2 separate regions of the Mus musculus genome follow, and region 2 is linked to region 1. The links are chromatin contacts, called in public HiChIP or PLAC-seq maps. All regions are on one chromosome and are shown on one strand. The core of a region is the stretch at or near the end of the contact, and the rest is flanking DNA. Distances in the headings are between cores, read along the strand shown. Region 1 overlaps Abhd12 (abhydrolase domain containing 12). Region 2 holds the start of Ninl (ninein-like).

Evidence for each region. HiChIP or PLAC-seq counts read pairs in DNA pulled down with a chosen protein or histone mark.
Region 2: a contact with region 1 is called in a CTCF HiChIP or PLAC-seq map of pro-B cells, with 4 times the contacts expected there. The contact joins the promoter of Ninl here to the enhancer-like site in region 1. A contact is called at or near these places in 3 of 15 datasets of contacts at CTCF or cohesin (the NIH/3T3 cell line, embryonic stem cells and pro-B cells), 9 of 484 Hi-C or Micro-C datasets (the G1E-ER4 cell line, bone marrow-derived macrophages, embryonic stem cells and 3 more), 3 of 115 datasets of contacts at active chromatin or transcription factors (embryonic stem cells and fetal liver) and 2 of 9 other capture datasets (liver and pancreatic islet).

What each region holds. Positions count from the first base shown.
Region 1 is chr2:150,867,599-150,873,355 of GRCm38.p6, reverse strand. All of the region lies in intron 1 of Abhd12 (abhydrolase domain containing 12), which reads left to right. Among named protein-coding and RNA genes, the nearest start is that of Gm23598, 13 kb to the left of the region's middle. Within about 2 kb of position 3,690, at least 42 of the 459 cell types and tissues checked have an H3K27ac peak or open chromatin away from gene starts, as enhancers often do. A contact at or near this core is called in bone marrow-derived macrophages and pro-B cells, where this site is marked.
Region 2 is chr2:151,005,308-151,011,251 of GRCm38.p6, reverse strand. Ninl (ninein-like) reads left to right here and starts at 1,854. Exons shown (of 24, transcript NM_207204.2): 1 at 1,854-2,021.

The sequences.
Region 1 (5,757 bases), core at 2,441-4,940:
GGGTTACAGGCATGTACCACTGTACCCAGCTCTGCACATGATTTTATGAATTGTAACTTAACTACACTGTACGTTGTATTTGGTTCAAGTCCTCATATAGAGGTGACATTGTTTTTAACATTTATATAGCACGTCTTCCTTGTTTGACCCAGGCCTCCCTCTGTACTACTGGGTTGCCATAATGCTGTCTGACTGAAAGATACAAAGGAGTAGGAGTGATCTGTTGTGAACAAGGGGACCACATGTGGCCTGAATGCCTTCTTGTGTGCTTTGCCAAGTATCTTGCCTACTCCTGATAATGCTTGCTCTGTGTGGGATTTTCTCCTGTGTGGTCTTGTCCTGCCCCTTACTGTATTTTGACCCCTATGAAGAAGGGTGTGCGGGTCCAGACTGCTTATGCAGAAGCAGAAGAAGGGAATTAAATGTAGGCTGGAGATGATACAGAATTGTTAGCATGCCTTCAGGACACCATTGCGCACGAAGTGGCTGTTGAAGGGACAAGAGGAACATGTGGCTGCCCATCATGACATCAGGGAAGTTTTAAAAGAATAATTATAGTTCTCTCTGTGAAGAACCTGTATGATATATATATCCAGCATTTTCATAATACATGAGTTCATCATTTATTTAATCAACTTCCTACGGATCTGGCTTTTCTCGGTACTTTTTGCTATTATTAGCAATTTTCTAGTGTTCAATCTGTTCCTTTTTCAAAAAGTGTCTTGTTACTTTGGGTAATTTGAGACTTGGTGAGTCAGAGTATGAATATTTACAATTTTAACACTATTGTGAAGGTGATTGTGACAAGGTTATAAAGATTTTACCTGTTTGCCTGGAATCTTTAAATGGACCACTTTCCCTTCACCTTCATTAGCTATTAACATTAAGCCGGGCGTGGTGGTGCATGCCTTTAATCCCAGCACTCGGGAGGCAGAGGCAGGCGGATTTCTGAGTTCGAGGCCAGCCTGGTCTACAAAGTGAGTTCCAGGACAGCCAGGGCTATACAGAGAAACCCTGGCTCGAAAAACAAACAAACAAAAAACCCAAAAAAAACTATTTACATTAAATGTTTATATTAAACTATTTATGGATAAAAATGAAAATTTTTATGTGATGCTTTCCTTCGATACATATGCTACAAAATATTTATTTCACTTACATCTTGCAAACTTTTATAGATTATTATTTTCCTTGAAAATATATTGCTGGTCCAAACTGTTATATGAGCTTGATCTCCAGGACTGGAGGTATATGTAGCTCAGTGGTAGAGTGGTGACCTAGCAACTTGTAAGTCCTGGATTTGACGCACAGCACCACCCCCAAATGTATTATCCTGCTGAATTCATTTTCTTAACTAACCAGAAGATTCTGGATAGAAGCTGTAGACTTCTGCCTTTGTTAAGTTGTTAATTTCATAAGCAGTATTTCTTGAACACTCTGCTAGGTGCTGGTAACAGTGTCAACAACATTATATATCATAGAAAGACATATAGAAATTATATATTTACTATTCTCTAATTTCCCCTGTGGAGGGGAAAGAAATACCAAATGAGTTCCAGGAAGACTGCAGAAGGGTCAGTGAGGCAGACCTGGCTGAGGTCAGGACTGGAAGCTCCAGGTAGGGAAACAGGGGGTGTAAGGAACTGAAGGATCTGGAGGGTTGAGACCAGTGAGTATGTGCTGAGTGGAGCACAGGAGTCTCAGAGATGCTCAGCAGTGCACCTAGGTGGCCAGTCACATGTTAAAAAGGTTTCTCTGGCTACACAGTAGAGTATGGCACTAGAATAAATCAGGTGTGAGGCAGAGGCTTGCAGCTGGAGGTTGCTCCAGAAGACCAAGTGGACCATCCAATGCATAGTCATTATGCACAGGAAGGAACTGTTAGGCCTTCTAATCACACTCATATTTAGAAATTAACCCACTTAAACATGCAGACAGGTCATACTTGTATATAATTTCAGAAGCATTTATATTATGAAATTATATGCTTTTTTAAAAGTTACTAATACATGTGACTAATGAGAGGTGATTACCAGGCATGGTAGTCACTTTCCTAACTACTATAATACTTTTCCTAAGTGCTGTAATAAAATAGTCTGGAAAAAAACAAATTAGGTGACAAAAGGTTTGCTCCGGCTCACAGTTGAAGGGTACACTCCTTCATGTTGGGGAGTTCAAGGCAGCAGGCACTTTCCCATCTGCACTACTGAGTCCATCTGTTAGTTTGCTTTCTATTGCTATGCTGAACACCATAAGCTAAAGCAAATAGTTTTGTTTTATTTTTCTTATATTTCTCCCATCACCGTCCATCATTGAGATAAGTCAGGGAAGGAGCCTGGAGGAAAGAACTAAAGCAGAGAGCTTGGAGGGATGTTCCTTACTGGTTTGCCCCTTATGGCTTTCTTTACCTGCTTTCTTACACAACCCAGGACTACCTGCTCAGGAGTAGTACCACCCACAGTGTGCTGGACCCTCTCACATCAATCATTAAGTTAAAAAAAAATACCTCAATCTGATAAAGGCCTCTTCTCAAGTAATTTTCACTCTCCCCCCAAATGACTTGAGTTTGTAACAGAAACTAACCAGCACAGTTGATCTTCCTATCTCAATCAAGGTAATCCCCCACAGGCATACTAGAGGCATGATTCTATCAAGTTGACAATTGACACTACCAGAATAGCACAAGCCCGTGATCCCCACACTTTGGAGATGAAACTAGGGTGATCACAGATTCAAAGCTAGCCTGGAGTCCACAACACAACAACAACAAAAAAGAGAAACGGTTTTAGGACTAGGAGTGTAGCTCATGGCAAAATACTTGCTTAGAATGTGTGAGGCCTTGGAGTCTGTTCCTAGCAATGTAATTAGTTGACAAATTGGCTGTGGTATCGAGGAGATGACTAGTCTGAGCAAGAAATGTTGCTGGTCTGAATTGAGAGGCAGTAATTGAGGTGACTAAAGGTAATAGGATTGAAGCAGGTGCCAGAAGACTTGGTGCAAATTGCAGAAGAACAGAGTGGGAAGTACCAAAATACTGTGAGGCACTTTGGCAAGCAGTATTTGCAAGATGGAAACTGAGGTGTTGGGAAGGAGAAAGGAGCCTGTAAGACTCCAGGTGGCGACCCAAAAAGACAGGTTAAGGAAACACAATAGTGCAGGCTTAGGTTTTGCTGACGAACCAAGCCCTCTGAAGCACGTCACTTAGTCCTGCTATGCTCCAGCTATTTTTGTTGTGGTCCCTGAGGACCCAGGCCATAGACCCCTCGCAGATCTACACAGTCTGTCTTCATCTCTCAGGATAGACACTTCTGCTCATGTTGCCTTAGTCAAAGCAACTCACTTGCTACCTCTGACCTTAAAAGTAGAAGACTACAGTATGCTGTCCTTCCAGGACCATCCTTCCATGACCTCAAACAGGGACAGCTCTGACCACGGCCTAGCAATTCCCCAGAAGACCCACTGGTGCATAGGCTATTAGATACATAGGAAACAGTCTCGAATTTACCCAAAACCACTTGGCTCAGAGCATGCCCTGAGGGATCTTAGATAGAAATCACTGTATCAGAATTCTTGATGGATAGACAGGTACAAGTGTGTCCTCAGAATGAAGTTGCTGCTACCTACCACTTGCTTGGAGAGTTAGCCTCTCCCTTCCCCCCTCCACTGCATTATTTGGTGATCTCTGCAGTCTCAAGATACTAGTGCCTCTGAAGAGCAGGAAGTTAGACAGGAAATATAAGCTCAGCATGATGGGTTTGTCTAAAGGGCATTGGCAATGTGAGGCTTGGAGAAAGTCAAATGTATCTGCCTTTCCCTAGCGCTGAAACTTTTCACTCCCTGCCTTTTTCAGAAAGCACACTAGTGGTCTTGGTTTCTTGGGGTCTATGGCATTGCAGTCTTTCTGAGGTCAGGTAGCTGACAGGCAGAGCCAGTGGAGTTGCAGTGACTTAGATAATACATCCAGGGAAGAAAGGGTCTGGGAAATTTATGTGCTGTCTTCTAGAAGCTGATCAGATAGTGACCACTCCTATCAGATAGTAGGATTGATGGATGACTTGAAAGCATTGGTATTTATTGATATCTAACTACTTAAAGGGAATTTGAGGACCCCAAGGGAAATCAAATGTGAAGCCTCAGGTGCAGCCTAACCTGGGGTACTCACTGACAACTTCATTTCTAAAGCGGTGTGTCTGTCTGTCTGTCTGTCTGTCTTGTCTCTCTCACACACACAGGGGTGGTTATAAATAGATAAAATCAGAAATGAAGTTGAAGAAATGACTGCTAGCTTTACAGAAATGTAAAACAACATGATCATGAAGGAACACCATGAACAGTTGTGTGCCTACAGTAGACAACAGGGAGAGGGAGAAATAGACAACTTCCTGGAACCATGAAGGCTCTGTCTTAGATCATGAGAAACACACTCTAAGCAGACCTGTGCCCAGCAAGGAGATAGCTTAATTTAGAATTTACAAAGAAAGGGGAAGGACCAGGTAGCCTCACAGGAAAGTGTTACCAAACCTCTGAAAACAAACAACTTGTCTTCACAAACTCTAACATAAAGTAAACATGGAAGGAACATGTTCTACTTAGAGAACTTTTCTAAATGTTATCCTGATAATAATACTGGACAGAATTTCACTATAAAACTACAGGTGATGTCTCTCATACATGCAAATATAGAATCCTCAACAAAATACTAGCAAATCAAATCTGGCAACACATTAAAAGGTATCTATATATCATAAACAAGTGAGATTTTATCCTGATGATAAGTTTGATATCTAAAAGTAACTAATGAAATTCATCATATTAATAAACTACAAAAATAAAACCATCATCTCAATAGATACAGGAAAAAAACATTTTAAAAAATTCTGACACTTCTCATAATAAAAACATTCAAGCTAACCAAAATAGAAAAGTATCCTTTAAAACCCGTGTGGGCTGGGAAGTTAACAGTCAATAAGGTGCATGGCCTGCACTCGCGAGGACCTGAGCTTGATGCTTAGAACCCTATGAAAAACAGCAGGCACGGGGCTGGAGTGACGTCTCCGTGGTTTAGGGCACCTAGTGCTCTTGGTGAGGACCCGTGCTCACTTCCTAGCACCCATACCAAGCAACTCACAACTGCTTGTAATCCAGCTCTAGGGCACCCTGCACCCTCTGCTGGCCTGAATGGCGCCTGTGCTACACCTGTATTCACAAACACACATAAATAAATCAATAAACATCTGTAAAAGCAGATTTTCATTCATTTTCATAGCCATCTCCAGTTCTTCCCCACACCTGATCCTGAATCTCCCGTTCCCCTCCCCATGCTCTCTCTCTCCCAACTCCCTCCCTCCATCTGCCTCTTAAGACTCTTACCTCATCTAAGTGAGATGCAAGCTTCCTTGCTTGGACCTTCCTTCTTGTAAGCTTCTTTGGGTCTGTGCAATATAACATGGGACCTGTATTTTATGGCTAATATCCACTTACAAGTGAGTAGAGGCCATCCATGTCTTTTGGGTCTGGGTTACCTCACTCAGGATGATATTCTCAAGTCCCACCCATTTGCTTGCAGAATTCATATGTCTTGGTTTTTAATAGCTGAATAGTATTCCATTGTATAGCTGTACCATATTTTCTTTATCCATTCTTCAGTTGAGGGACATCTAGGTTGTAGCAGATATGCGGCTTGACCTTGTGAGTCCTGAACAGTTGGAATGGGGTTATCCCAAAAGCTGTTGTCTGTACGTGGGATGTGTTCTACTA
Region 2 (5,944 bases), core at 605-3,104, 140 kb before region 1:
GTAACTTTCTTTATTTGGGAAACCAGGTAGTCTCAGAAACCTGATCCAAATGCCATTCCTTTAGTGATGGGGTGGAGACAGTGTTCTACCATTTATGGTTTTTTGGGGGGAGGGGGATGGGAAGTAATTACGTTTAAAAACATACAATCTTCTGGAGCCTGGGAGCCAGTTTAGCTGATAAAAGCACTTGCTGTACAAGGGTACACTCCATGAAGTGCATGCACTCCTCCACCACCACCCCTGTGTCACTAACGAAATTAGTGCGTTAGTGTGTAACCTTTAAAAGTCAAACAAATGAAACGTTCACAAAAAGAAGACCCACCAGAATGTGATGCTGTTGGGAGGTGTGGACTGGAATCTATAATCAGGTCTTCTAGTCATTGAGGAGGTGTCCCTAAAGGGAATCTGGCAGCCCCTGTCTCTCTCTCTGTCTCTGACTCTCATTCCAGCTCTGATGTGGTGACTTGCCACAAGCTCAGAAGCAACAAAGATAAATTGACCCTGGGTTGAAATCTCTAAAACTCCAAGTCCATAGAAACCCTATTCCCCCTTCTTTATTCTTACCTCAGCTATTTGCTATAGGTCGGGGGGGGGGGGGGGATGGAGTAACATGCCCCGCCCCGCTCCTCTCTGGCTAGGAGCCACTGCTGTGATGGCTAATTTGGGTTGCTGGTTTGGCTGGATCAATTAGTTCATGTCCCTGCAAAAAGTGTCTTTCACATCTCCATTTCACAGATGAACAAAGTGAAGATCTCCCAGATTGTGTAACTGGGTGGCACAAAGTCCAACATCCAGTGAATGGCCCTGTGAATCTCATCATCTAACTCTAAGTTCATTCTCTAACAGTACATGGAAAACCCAGAGTATAAGGAGATTTAGAGAATATATAGTCTTTAAAAATATTTCTAAAACTTATTGTGTGAATGTGTGTGTGCATGATGCTTATATGTCTGTGTTCAGAACGGCATGTGTCTCAGTGTGTGTGTGTGTGTGTGTGTGTGTGTGTGTGTGTGTGTGTGTAGTCAGAGGAAAGCTCTGTGGAGTTGATTTTTCTAAGGTTTTTTTTTTTTAATTATATGTATGGGTGCTTTGCCTCTATGTATATCTATGCAACACATGCACTCTTGGTGTCTGAGGAGAAGTCAACACTGGATCCCTTGGAACTAGAGTTACAGATAATTGTGAGCTGCCCTGTGGGTGCTCAGAATTGAACATGGGTCCTCAGGAAGAACAGCCAGTGTTCTTCACTGCTGAGCCATTTCTCCAGCACCTCCTATCACCTTTACATGTGTTCTGGGATTGAATTTAGGTCATCAGGCTAGCAAGGCAAGTGCTTTTACAAACTGAGCCATCTCCCTGGTCCTGATAAAATACACTCTGCACAGTGGCGACTATGGCATACCACACTTTGGGAACCTCAGGTTATAATCTAGAGGGAAGCAGGGCCCTGGTTATATGCCCCACAGCTACACCTCTGCCACAGGGTGTAGGCATGTCATGTCCATCACTGGTTGGGGCAAGTTATGACACATGAAAAGGGATACAGCCCAAGTATATGGTTCATCAGAGTACAGTATGGGCTTTTTACTGGTTCCTGGCTGCCTACCACTCTGTGGAATTCTTCCACTTGAAAGTACTTGAGTCTCTTATTTTTTAGTTTAGTTGTTGTTAGTTTTTTGTTTGTTTGTTTGTTTTTAACACCCTGTCTCCCAGAGCCTTGAAGTCATCCTGCATCCTCCTCTTCCATACCAGCTAGGCCCCTGGCCCAGCTCCGCCTGCCTCCTCGCCCCGCCCGTCCAAGCCCCGCCCCCAAGGAGCCCCGCCCCTTCCCTGGGGAGGCCCCGCGAGAACGAGGGGGCGGCGCCCAGAGGCCTTGGGAGCCCAGGGGAGCGCGGCCGGCAGACACAAAGAGCGGCCGAGGGACGCGCGCTGGGGTGTCCTACCCGGCTCGCTTTGCACCGGGCTGCCGGAGCCCGCATCCTGAACTCAGCGTTCAGAGAGCCGAGCCTCCCACTCCCCAGGTGAGTAGGGCGTGGGAGAGGGCTGAGGGGAGGGGAGCCGAGCCGAGCGGAGCCGAGGGGGGCCGAGCTGGGCCGAGGAGGGCCGAGCCGGGCCGAAGGGATCCGCATCCTCGTGCAGCGGCCGGTACACAGCGGAGCCGATGCTTGCGATGCAGGCGCGCGCTCAGAAAGCCACACCAGAGTCTCACTGCTCTGCGGCGCACTCGGACCGGGAACGGTGGTCCGCACCGAACTCAGCGTGCTAGTGGGGTGCAGCTGCCGCCCCAAATTTTGACGTACTCAGAGAGCGGGATGCCTGGGCCCGCCGTGCTTCCCGCCTTCGTCCTCTTTTGACGAGGGGAACCGGATCGGGAGGCGACCCCAGCCTGTGTCTGAGCCCCCTTCTCAGTGCCCCTGGGAAAGCCAGGGACCATGCTTGATTGAGAGCACCTATTGGCGTTGTTGCCGCGCGTCGGTCCCTCCTGTGACTGGTGAAGTCGTCCTTGCGATCTCTGGTTGTATTATCAGTTTGCACTTAGTTGTTGAAAACTGGGACACCTCTCTCTGGGGCGGAGAAGCCTGTTGCTTCTGTGTCAAGGTCGTCCCTGCCTGCGCACCATTCTGCTACTTTGTTGTGCACTTGCGAGGCTGGTCCATCGGTAATTGAGAAGCAGTGACCTGGTGTTTGGGCTCTAGCTGTCTCAGGCAACAAATTGCACGATGGGAGACCAACTTAAAGTTTCTTAAATACCTAAATTGTCAGGCGCTCTCTGTAGCTCGTTATATGGGGGTGGAAGAAAAGAGTGATGCCTTCTCTCTCCTCTACAACATTTAGCCGACTTTTAGAACCAGGAAGGAGGTCCAGAAATGGCCCTTGCAGAAGTTCACTTGATGCGCAAGGCAGGTAGCAGAGAGGGACCGTGAAGATGGTGTTTGCCTGAGATTTCCAGGTTCTTGACTATGGATTTACTGCTTTTAAAGCAGGGGTGTGTGGGAGAAAAGAAAAAGAGGGAAGAAGGTTGGTCAGTTTATGAACTACTGTGTGCAAGAACAGGCGCGAATGAGAAGGAACGTGCCTGTGGAGTTAGGGCAGTTAGGGCAGCAGCCAGCTTGCCTCTACTGTTCATTTTATGTTATCTGTTAGTGGCTTAGACGACTACAGATCAAACTAGTCTGTAGTCAGTTGCCAGACACTAATGTTTTGATGGAAGACAAACCACATATGTGAAGGTGGTCCTAATAGGAACTGAAAAATTCCCATTAGGGGTGTCATCCCTGTAACCTTGTAATGAATCTCTGATGTCAACAGTCTAATCTAGCTTTATAAGAGTTATTGCATCCCGTTAGGTGTAGTGCATGGTATTTACTCTTGGGGTTTCTGAGAATGGAGCCCATGGTCTCAGATATGCCAGCCTCCTGCTGAAGCACATCCCCAGCCCAGTAACAATAAGAAGGAGAAGCGTCTCTTACTTGTTTATGTAGAAGACTATGCTTCGGCCAGGGTCTTAGTGTTGCTATTTAGATTGCTTGCTGTAAGGCAATATGCTCTGCTATGCCAGCAGCAACCTCACGCATCTCACGTATATGGAGCTTGTTAACTGTGTTGCGAGGCCACTCAGGTGATAAACTCTTTCTAGGTTAGTATATGCGCACATGGTGATATGAGTGCAGTAACGGAATTGCTGAATGACACTTCATAGTGTGTATCCCCATCATTAGCAACACCCGTCTTCATAAGGTAAAGAAAAGTAGGAACTCTGTTACATAAAATGGAGATTCGGTAAGAATCGGAGGATACTGCGTCTTTTTTTCAGTGTGAGAAAGTAGTAAGCTTTCTCCAAAAACTGGAACTTCAGATAAGATGTAACAATACTGACTTAGAAAAAAAGAACACTCTATAAAGAAAAAGTTAGGATTTACCTTTTAAAAACTAATATAAGCTAATAGAAAATGGGCTTTTCTTGAACTCATTTTATGTTGCGATTTGAAGACATGCTAGGTCCATGCTAGGACATAATGGGCTGTGGTCATTTGCTGACAGCTAGGTATAAATTTCTTAGAATTTGCATCTTTAGGAATGGCAGCAGAATTCTCATGGTAAACTTTGGGGTTTGGATGTTATTTGATGGGTGGTCCTCTCTAAATTTTCAAGATAATCCATGTGACATTTGTGCCTCCTTCCTAAAGTGGATACCTGCCCTTGAGTAATGTCATGGCTAGGCAGCTGTTAGCTACCTCTCCTTTGCCTGGCTGAGTAACGATCCGAAAGCAGGATATAAAATTTGGGGCAGTGTGCTGGCCTCACACCTGAACTGGAAGATTCCTGGCCTGGAAGAGTTTCCTTTTGTATGCTTTGCTTTCTTACTTTTCTGCTTATCAGTAATTGAGTGTCCGTGACTCTGGGTTTGGGTTTAACTCAGTCCTTGGCTTCAATAATGAATTAGAAATTCAGGCTCCGTGCCAGAAATTTTGTTACTCACAGCAGGAGGCCAAAACTTTGGATTGGACTCTCCCTGGAGCTGTTGGAAGGTGACCTCAGTAGCAGGCTTGGCTCCTCCAACCCCCATCCTCCTGGGTGACCCTGAGCCTACTGGATTCTGACAGTTCTGTTTGAACCAACAGAGGTCTTTAAGGAACTGATGAGCCGTGTGGAGTAAATCTCCGTTCATGGATCCTATGTCTAGCACGGCACTTCCCCTTGTCTCTAGTAAGATTTAAGTGATGGAGAGAGCACATGAGGCTTCTTGTTTCCCAAAGGCTGGATGGAGCATGCTCTCCCTTTCCTGCAAGTCATGTTTTATTTCTGGAAGAAACCAGAGCCCTACACATAATTTTGATTGCTCAAGTTTGGAAAAAATGTTGGCATGTATTGCAGGGAATTTTGTGTGTGTGTGTGTGCATTGTTTTGTATCTCTTTAGAGAAAAGCAGTGTTTTCTTTTTTTGTGTGTTGTGATATCCCAGTTACCTTATCTGGGTCTGCTTCATGTAGTAAGTAATGGTTTTGGTGTGTTGGAGTTTCCCTGAGGGGATAGCTGTCTATTAGGGAAATCAAAAAGCTCTGGGTTTTTAAGTCTCAAAGAGTTTTACACATGCAGATATTTGTCAATTAAGATGTTCTAGTGCCAGGAATGGAAAACATAGTTTAGTACAGGGCTAACAAATAGGGAGGTGACAAGAAGACTTCAAGGTGTCAGCTGTGGCTGAGGTTCCTTTGGTCATTTACTTGCTCTTCTCTGCCTAACATTATGTAGGGTAGACTGTGAATGTGTGTCACCTCAGAGTTCTCACTGAATGTGAGTGTTGACAGTGTGTGCAGAAATGTCCACTGTTGCTTCCCAGGCCCCCTGCCCATGTTTCCATCTGAAAACTGCCCTATAGAGAATGCTCTTCCTACCAAGGTGAAATTTGTCTCCTTGATCCAGCTGTGTACCCTAAACTCTGTTTCCTTATTTATCTTTATGTATAACTCCACCTCCTTGTGCAACTGTTTGTTATAGTCCCACTCAACTCACTCCATTTAACAAACATGCAGAACTTCTGGGGTGCTGATATTTCTCTAGCAGAGAGCACAGATCCCTCCATCCAGCTTTCTGTCTGCGTCTGTTTGTTTTTATCTCATTCCCTTGCCACCTTAGTCAAGTCCCTGGAGCTGAACATGAATGTGGCACTAATTGGTCTTAGTAGGTTAGCAAACGAAAAGACATTAAGTAGGAGGAGGCCAAGCTGGGGAAGATTTGGAAGACATTGGAAGGGAGAAGTGGAAGGTGGGTCTGGTCAGTTTCATTCTATACGTGTACAGAATCCTCAAAATTAAAGAAATTAAAATTTGAAAGCATTTGCCTTCTATTTACAGTGATTTAGAGTCTATTGCATTCTTCCTTATTCAAAGATATCCTTAGCATTGCATTTCTGAATTTGGGATGAACCTTAAAATTGATACTAT